Linked DNA regions of Mus musculus: region 2 is linked to region 1. Evidence: chromatin contacts called from public Hi-C data. All regions are on one chromosome and are shown on one strand. Each heading gives the region's core, a stretch centred on a gene start, on an enhancer-like site or on the middle of the called end of the contact. The rest is flanking DNA. Distances are from core to core; before and after follow the strand shown.

Region 1 (4,289 bases), core at 755-3,254:
CAGAAGGCAATACACGAAGCAAGGTAATGACATGGGAGAATTTTCATGCAGCTGGTCCTTGCCACAGCACACCCTGATCCATCTTACTATATACCCAATATAATTTTTGGTCCATTAAACCACAGTTCTGCCGTGAACCCATGCAGAGACTGTCCTGAGTGGAGATGATTACACTGTAGGCAGAGGAAAGATACAGCTGAGCCGGCAGCAGCTGTTTCCAGAAGGAGATAAAAGCAGATCCCTGGGGGAAAGCCAGGACTAGAACAGTCACCCAGATGTTGAGCTAAGCTTCTGTTCCAAGCATTTCCCCCATCATGTCCATATCCTGAATCAGCAGAATAAGGGTGCTAAACATCAAAGTGTCTGTCACATGAATGAAAAATGACAAAAGCAATAACTGGGACCAGGAACTCTAACATAGCTGATGGCTATGCCAAGCAAGACTATTAAGAATCACAGCATTGGGGCCTAGCAAACACAGAAGTAGATGATCACAGTCAGCTATTGGATGGATCACAGGGCCCCCAATGGAGGAGCTAGAGAGAGTACCCAAGGAGCTAAAGAGATCTGCAACCCTATAGGTAGAACAACAATATGAACTAACCAGTACTCCCAGGAGCTCATGTCTCTAGCTGCATATGTATCAGAAGATGGCCTAGTTGGCCATCAGTGGAAAGAGAGGCCCATTGGTCTTGCAAACTTTATATGCCTCAGTACAGGGGAATGCTAGGACCAAGAAGAGGGAGTGCATGGGTAGGGGAGTGGGGGGGGGCATGGGGGACTTTTGAGATAGCATTGGAAATGTAAATGAAGAAAATACCTAATTAAAAAAAAAAGAATCACAGCATCTTATATACTACTTGCAGGGATGGTGCTCAGGGGACAACTGCCAAAGTCACCAGAGAGCTAAGTCAGACAATGTTGGCAAAGAGGACACAGGATACCTCAGACACAGCCTCTTTAGGACTGATAACCACAGCCCAAGGGGAAGAGCAATGTCCCCAGAAACTACAACCTTGACTCCTACAAGGCATCTGCCCCAGCATCACACAGACCTGGCCAAGTCTGTTCCTGGACAGGGACACAGAACTAAAGTTCCTTTTGTCCTTTTCATGGGGGCCTCTGAACATCTTAGGTTAGTCTGTCTTCTCAAGGTCTTGTTTTTCTCTGTGAGGGAAATAAAAGTGTGGTGGGGCCAGCATTAGTGGCAAAGAACCTAGATTCAAGGTTGGAGTCTGATATTTATTAGTGATAGGAAAGAAGATAACTGAAGTGAAGGAATTAAGCACTTAAGGACTGGGGATCTGAAAGGTGTCCGTGACCAAGAGCTCACTATGTGTCAGAGCTCTCAATTGGGTAGGATGGACATTCCTACAGGAATCCCAGAGGCTCTGGTGGCTGAAGCATAGTGAACTGTTTAGAGCATCGAAGGTAAGAATAGAAAGGGGCAAGACAAGCATAGGTGGGGACTGGAGCATGTATTCACATTACACTGAGAAACAGGTGTGATTTGCATTCTGGCTACTGTAACAATTGCAGATAATTACAGTCAGGTGTGAAGGAGTAAAACAAAAAGCTCTTAGTCACCACTTGCTTGCACAGATCATTTAGACTCAAGAGAAAGCAGCTAGGAAACATGAGTATGGGTGCTGAGATACAAAGCAATGACAAAGAAAGATGTTGGCGCCGCTTTGGATAAAAGGAAGTGATGGGAAGAAATGCTGTATTGGCTTAGGTGTTGGGGTCAGGTTGGGTACAGGATCAGAAAGACAAATTTCTAGAATTATAATGGGGGCAGGACTTGTTGCACTCGATGTTGTGCTGTGCCTTCAATAATATATCAAATGCTGCTCTATAAAGAGTAGACTCGAGCATAAGAAGCTAGAGGCTTGCATCCCACACACCCTCGAAAGAAGAGAAATTGTAATTTAGCTCACCTAACAGAGCTGGCAAAGAAGGAGGGAGCAGGTGTGTGCCCCTGAGCAGAAGTGATATTTTGGCAAGGGAAGACATAAAACTGGGGCTCCAGATCCATCTTGCTGACCTTGTACAATATGTTCTCCTGAGCAGAGGGGAAGAAATAAGGTCATTGGATAAAGGCCAGAGATGATGTAACAAAAAAAATCTCTTCCGATACCACTTCCACTCTTGCTGACAATGATCAGAAAGCAAATTTGAAAAGCAGAGAACTATTTCTATTTTATTGCATTCTTAAGAAAAAAAAAAAAAAACAAAACAGGCTTACCCAAGAGCCTACATCTTACCTTATGAAAGCCTACTGTGTGATACAGTTACTGTTGATTTAGGGAGCTGAGAGTTTCTTGAGACACAAATATTAATATAATCTTCACAGAAATAACTGGCCACTGATTGGTCCTAGAAGGAGAAGCTATATCATACTGTGACCGTATCTAAGGTAATTCTTGACCTGATAAGATCATAGATTTGAGCCCTGAAGTTGTCACTAACTTGATGGAAGAGTACCTTAGGGAAAAGTGTTTGATCAGGATATGGAATGTTTTATTAGGGTTTGCTTTTGTAATGTGTTTCCCACTGCTGAATGTGATGCCCTCAGTATAAAGTTGACCCAGTGACCATAGAATAGAACCACAGAGAGCTGTAAGTGAATGACAGTGTAAGGTCAGGCCTTCTTGTTCTGCCAGATGTCTGTTTCACCAAGTGTGCCCATGCCAGCCTTGAACTTAAAGTTCTCCTGCCTCATCCTTCTAAGTCTGGGAGTGTAGGTGTACACTTTGATGCTCTGCTGCTTACTATCTTAAAAAAGGACACAGCGGGATTCATGTAAATATTAGTAGCAAATACAAGCATTGGGTAAGGAATTTTGAGAGGAAGGTCATGGTTGCCTCTGCATCTGTGAATATCAGACTCCCAGCAGATTTTGGAGCTATAGTTGGCATTTTTGAAAATGTTAGTAACTATTGCTGAGGTAATTTGAATGGCAAATCTTTTCTGTAGGTTCAGGTATTTGTACACCTAGTCACTTACTTGGGGGTGATGCTTGGAGACCTTGCTGGACAAAGTATGTCACAGAGGGATGAGCCTTGAGATATAGCCTCCTATCACTTCCAGTTCACTCTCTCTGCTTTGTGGTTGTAGGTGTTATGAGCTCTCAGCTTCCTGCTCCTCACCTGCCACTTCCTGTTGTGCCTTCCCAACATGATCATCTGCACAGAACTGTAAGCCCAAATAAGCTCTTCCTTTTGTAAGTTGCTTATGGTGGTGGTATTTTAGCACAGTAGGTGCAGAGTAACTGAGAGAGTTGGTGTTTAGAATTTTTATTGCTACCTTGGCACTTATGAGATTAGCTGGGAAATACACCTTCTCAGCTTTCTTGAAAGTCACTTCTCAAGTCTGTTCTCTCTGTGAGGTTATAAACAGCGGGGATTCTCGTCATGAATTATTTATTCAGTATATCTATCCAGGTCTTGACATACTACAGATAGTATGCAGGCATGTGGATATAATGTAACGGCTGAGATAGAATATAGATGACTACAATTAAGTCAGGATTTTTTTTTCCTTGCAAGGAAATCAGAATATAGAAGTCTGTGTGTATGCACATGTGTGTGTGTGTGTGTGTGTGTGTGTGTGTGTGTGTGTGTGTATGTGTACCTGTGTACATGCAGAGGCCAGGGGGCAATGTTGAGTGTCTTTGTTGATTGCTCCCATTGAGAGAGGATCTCTTACTTAATTGTGGAACTCACTGATTGCCTATCCTGGCTGGATAGTGAGCCACTGGGATCCTCCTGTCTCTATCCCACAATGCTAGAATTACAAACCTATGCTGTCATGCCTGGCTTCTATATAGGTACTGGGAATCTAAACTCAAATGTTTTACCCACTGATCCAGCCTCTCAGAAGAGAATTTTTTAAATTATTCATAGTTTTAGCTTGGTGTAGCTCTGGTATACCTGAATTTAGGTTTCTATGGCTTAATTAAATAACATGAATCATTTAGCAGCATTGCTCCAATTCTAGTTACCACAGTATATAAACTGTGGCTGACTGTAGATTCATGGTAGCTCTTTAGTCCTTAATACAAAAAAAAAAAAAAAAAAAACATAATCAGAGAAAATCATATCACCTTCTCAAAGTCTATAGTCCTTTTGTCATTGCAGAAAGCTATCCTGGAGTATCTGATGTTCTGTTTTTCCATTTTTGTTTTGCTTTTTGTTGTTGTTGTTGTTGTTGTTGTTGTTCTTGTGTTGTTTTGTTTTATTTGAAAGATAATTAAGCATGTTGCCAAGGATCACCCTTGGCTTAGAGAG
Region 2 (4,289 bases), core at 689-3,188, 1.0 Mb before region 1:
TTTTCACTTCGAAAACAACAAACTCTGTGGAGTAGGTAAGATGCTGAAGTCATACTCTTAAGTCTGACATCCGAGGGGGCACCCCTCTGCCAGCATCTTTGGTCTTTCCCTATTCCATAAGCAACTTAGGCCATGGTCTGAGGGGTTGAAGGGTGGAGTAGGGCTTTGAGGTAGCAGCCATTTATTGAGTTCCTACAGAGCACTAGGAACAGTAATTCCCAAGCAGCTGAGAAGAGGGTCTATGACTTAAACTCTAGGGCTTCTGAGGATCTGAAGAAGTTAATTTATGTGTGTCCAAGATCTCTCAGCATGGCGGAGACCTCAGCTAAGTTTGACTCCAGGGGCTGAGATTCATAACCAAGCCTTTCTTACATGTCAGATAGCCGAGACCAGACATGGAGATGGTTTTCTCTGATCCCTCAGTAAGTTCTGAGTACAAGCCAGACAGGGGGAAAAAGCTTTCTGAAAAGTCACGCCTCTGCCACACACATGTTAGGGAACTGCTATTTTACAGACAGTATAAGGTAAGAATCCTTGTTAAGGTCTTATTACAGGTTCAAAGAAAAATATTAAATTCTGTCCATTTAAGAACTTTTCTTTCAGACCAACAGCTTATTTCCCCCTCGAGAGAGAAAGAACATGAAATTGGGTAGATTGCGAGGTGGGCAAGGATCTGTGAGGATTTGGGGGAGGGAAAAAGGATGACAAACATATTGTATGGGATTCTCAAAGAGTAAATAATAGTAAGACGTCAAGAAGACTGCAGTTCCAGTAAACAACCTTGATGAAACTCATTGGCTCTCTGTCTCCTACACACACACACACACACACACACACACACACACACTCACCACAGCGAGATGAAAGATAAAAGGGGCACTAGCCAGGAAGGTGAAGGATTACTGGGAGAGGGTGAGGGACCAGAGAGGGTGGTGGTGCATATCATCAAAACACCTTCTGTGCATATGTGGAAAAATGTCATCACAAAACTCATTATTATGTATAATCAACATTTGCTAATGAACATTTTAAAAATGCCATAGTTAAACTAGATACCCCGTGTGCTAATAAAAAAAAAATAAAAATATCGGGGGTGGGGTGGGGTGTGTGTGTGTGTGTGGGGGGGAAGAAGCCTGTTGTTACAGCCAATTTGACAATTACTACCACGTGGGGGAGCTATGTGTCTCTCTTTCTTGGCTTCTAGGAAAGAGCTCTAGCGCCCCCGGGGGCAGTGAGTAGCCCTGGAATTCTGCTCTGCAGCGAAGTGTGAAACAATCCCCTTCCTACTCACCCCCCCCCCCCCCAGCTTCCTACTCCCCCCAGCTCTTTAGACCTGGCTCTACATGGGCATTGGCCTCAACTACTCAAGATATAAGCAGCTCTCTGGTTCCTTCCATGGAGGCTGTCCGCAGGCCTCTATCTCCGCCCCAACATGGAAGGGTGCAGGCTCCCCTTGGTGAGAATTAAGAGGAGTCTTGTAGTCAGCCCCTGTGGGGCTACAGGACATCCCTCCAACCCAGTCTAGAACAGCGCTGGCCCCGCCTGGGGAGAGAAGGGAAATAGACAGGCCCTTTAGCACCGCCCCTAAGATCGGTGAGCTGCTTTCTAGCTCCGCCCCCATATAAAGGGCACTGGCCCCGCCCCCGGGGGAAAGGGACAGCCCTCTAGCGCCGCCCTCTGGCTCCGCCCCCAAAGAAAAGGGCACCACCCCCAGCCCTTTCAGCCACTTAGCCCTGCCTCTACCTGGAAAGGTTTAGGCCTGGGCTCCGCCCCCAAAGGCCACAAGCTCACAGGCAAGTTCTCCAGGCCGCACGCTACATCTTGTTGTTCTGTCGGGGCTACAGATTCCTCCTCAGATGCTGCTATCTCGAGAGAAAGCTTCTCCACACCTTCCGCAGACATTTATGGTCTCGCTTCGACTACTCGCCTGACCATTTTGGGCCTCCGGGAGGATGCTGGGAGTTGTGGATTCTGCGGCCCTACTTCCTCATGGGAGTTGTAGTTTTCCGTCCCAACAGGCTGCAGGTGAGGGAGATACCTCCCTCAGCGTCGTTGGGGTGCTTTTCCTCTGGATCCCACTGTTTTAAACTAGATACATAGCTGATAATTTCAGAACCACAAAAGGTACAAAATTTGGAGAACTTGAAATGTTTTCGTTTTTTTCTGGGGAACCTTGTGAAGCCTGGTTGTTTGTTCAGCCTTTGAGGGTTTAGTAGGTGTTTGGAAATGTATCGTCTAAGCTGAGGGAGAAAATACAGTCCAGAGAATATAAAGATCTAGAACCCGCGGAGAAGTTGGGTGACTGGCACAGAATTTGTTTTTGATAAGGTCCTCTCCTTGTAAGCTCACCTTGTCCCATTATACAAAACAACAAAAACCTGTTTTGAGTAGAGTCACTCACTGATCACGCCAGAGTTTCTGTATCTGGTGGAAAATGTTAACATTGCCAAATCTCCCCATTTTGCTTGTCTTGCTTCTTTTTCTTATTCTCCCTCTATCCCCTCCTCCTCCTTCTTCTCCTCCTCCCCCTCCTTCTCCTCTTCCTCCTCCTCCTCTTCTTCTAATTTTCTATCTTCACTGCTTTCTGTGATAATAGGGTCCCACAGGGCATCCACTCTTGTTGACCAAAAGTTTGGAGGCTAAAGGGGGACACTGAAATAGATTGTCCTTATAAGAGATTCATTAGAAGATACATTGATGACACAGGCAAACAGACAGACAGGCAGACAAAGGGCCTTCACGGCAGAGCAGGCATTTCTTCTTAGAGGTTTCAGAGGAAGAAGGGAGTAGTTGATGAGTAGCTTGCAGGTAGGCTGTTCCTGAGTTATCTATGAAAGTCACCAAATTACTCTAGCTTCTGGAATTGTTACAGATCCATACAAACGGGGCAGCTTTACAAAATGCAGGATCTTAGGTTTTTCATCTTTGTGTTTTAGAGAAAAAAATTACAAATGTATGTGTGCATAAATAAATATATTCTATATACTTAGGTGTGTGTGTGTGTGTGTGTGTGTGTGTGTGTGTGTGTGTGTGTGTATTTAGCTAGATTTGTTTCAAGACAGGTTATTAGTATGAAACCCAGTGTGGTTTTGAACTCTCCATCCTCTTGATTATTAGGACTACTTGCATGAACCACTGCATCTAAATGTCTTAATTGGCTTTATTTTCAATTCTAGAAAAAGGACAACATTTCACCCTGTAAGGTAGAATAAGCATTCTGATTTTCTGAGCGTAGCATTGGTTGTATAGGAAGAGAAGAGATGGAAAAGCAGAAGCAATAAACAAAAGAAGAATGGTCCTTTCATAGTTACTCTATCCCTGTAAGGCATGGGCAGGAATACAGAACAGTAGGAAAATAAATCATTGCTTAGCACCAGAGTAATGTTTGTGTGCTAAGATTAAGGCAGAGGAATTTTATTATCCTGGGATATTTGTCTGTTATCTCTTTAGTTCTTTATTTCTGCAAAAGGTTACATAGACAGGTTAGTTTCAGCTTGGTGACAAGTGACTCTATCTTGATTTATCGTCTGTCATGGGGTTTTGTTGCAGCAATAGAAACATTAACTAGACAACCAGGATCCAGAAGTTATCATTATTTTGAGATAGGATCTTGATATTTTGCCAAGGCCTGTACTCGATGTGTAGGTTTAACGGATCCTCCTCCTTCAGCCTTTGGCATAGCCAGGTCAGGTGCATGACCTTCCCCTGCCAATATGGTTTCAGACATAAAGGACTAGGATGGCAGTCTCCAGCCCTTAGCTTCTTCTCTACTTCAGTTATGAATATAGGATGCTTTTACTTTCTGACTTATAGGATCCTTAAGCTTAAAATGACTAGAACTAATTGACTCCTCGACAAACTTTTATTGGTAATCTAACAGAGCATCCAAGCAGCAAGCAGAGAGCGTCCTTACCTCCCACCCATCCCCCCGGCCGGCATAATAAGGAGATAGTTGTGCTCAAGTCTTGGTTCTATCTTCATAGTAGTTTTCATTTTTATCACCTCTTACTTAGTTCTAGTTTTAAGCAGCAATAGAAATAATTAGAAACCTGTCTTCAAACTGTAGCAATGACAGTAAGAACAATTGGGGATATAGAGAATAGCATAGTTTAAAAAGATGACTTTAATAGACCAGGGAAGAAATGAGACCCTAGAATTTTATAATTAGGTTTTACATTGTAGCCATAACATGGTCATTGGAACACCCATCATGGGTTTTAGTTTTTTTTTTTTTTTTTTTTTTTTGTTGTTGTTGTTGTTGTTTTAGAGTCATCTAAGTGATCAGGATC

Evidence for each region. Hi-C and Micro-C count contacts between places; a contact is called where the count stands out from the background.
Region 2: a Hi-C map of cerebellar granule neurons shows a contact between it and region 1, with 2.3 times the contacts expected there. The contact joins the promoter of Setmar here to the enhancer-like site in region 1. A contact is called at or near these places in 5 of 39 promoter capture datasets (cranial neural crest, embryonic stem cells, stem cell-derived epiblast-like cells and 1 more), 1 of 484 Hi-C or Micro-C datasets (cerebellar granule neurons) and 6 of 115 datasets of contacts at active chromatin or transcription factors (astrocytes, embryonic stem cells, neural tube and 1 more).

The regions. Positions count from the first base shown.
Region 1 is chr6:107,060,781-107,065,069 of GRCm38.p6, reverse strand. No RefSeq gene overlaps it. Among named protein-coding and RNA genes, the nearest start is that of Gm22418, 61 kb to the right of the region's middle. Within about 2 kb of position 2,004, at least 4 of the 459 cell types and tissues checked have an H3K27ac peak or open chromatin away from gene starts, as enhancers often do. A contact at or near this core is called in cerebellar granule neurons, where this site is marked.
Region 2 is chr6:108,062,694-108,066,982 of GRCm38.p6, reverse strand. Setmar (SET domain without mariner transposase fusion) reads right to left here and starts at 1,938. Exons shown (of 2, transcript NM_178391.4): 1 at 1,744-1,938. The coding sequence starts at 1,902.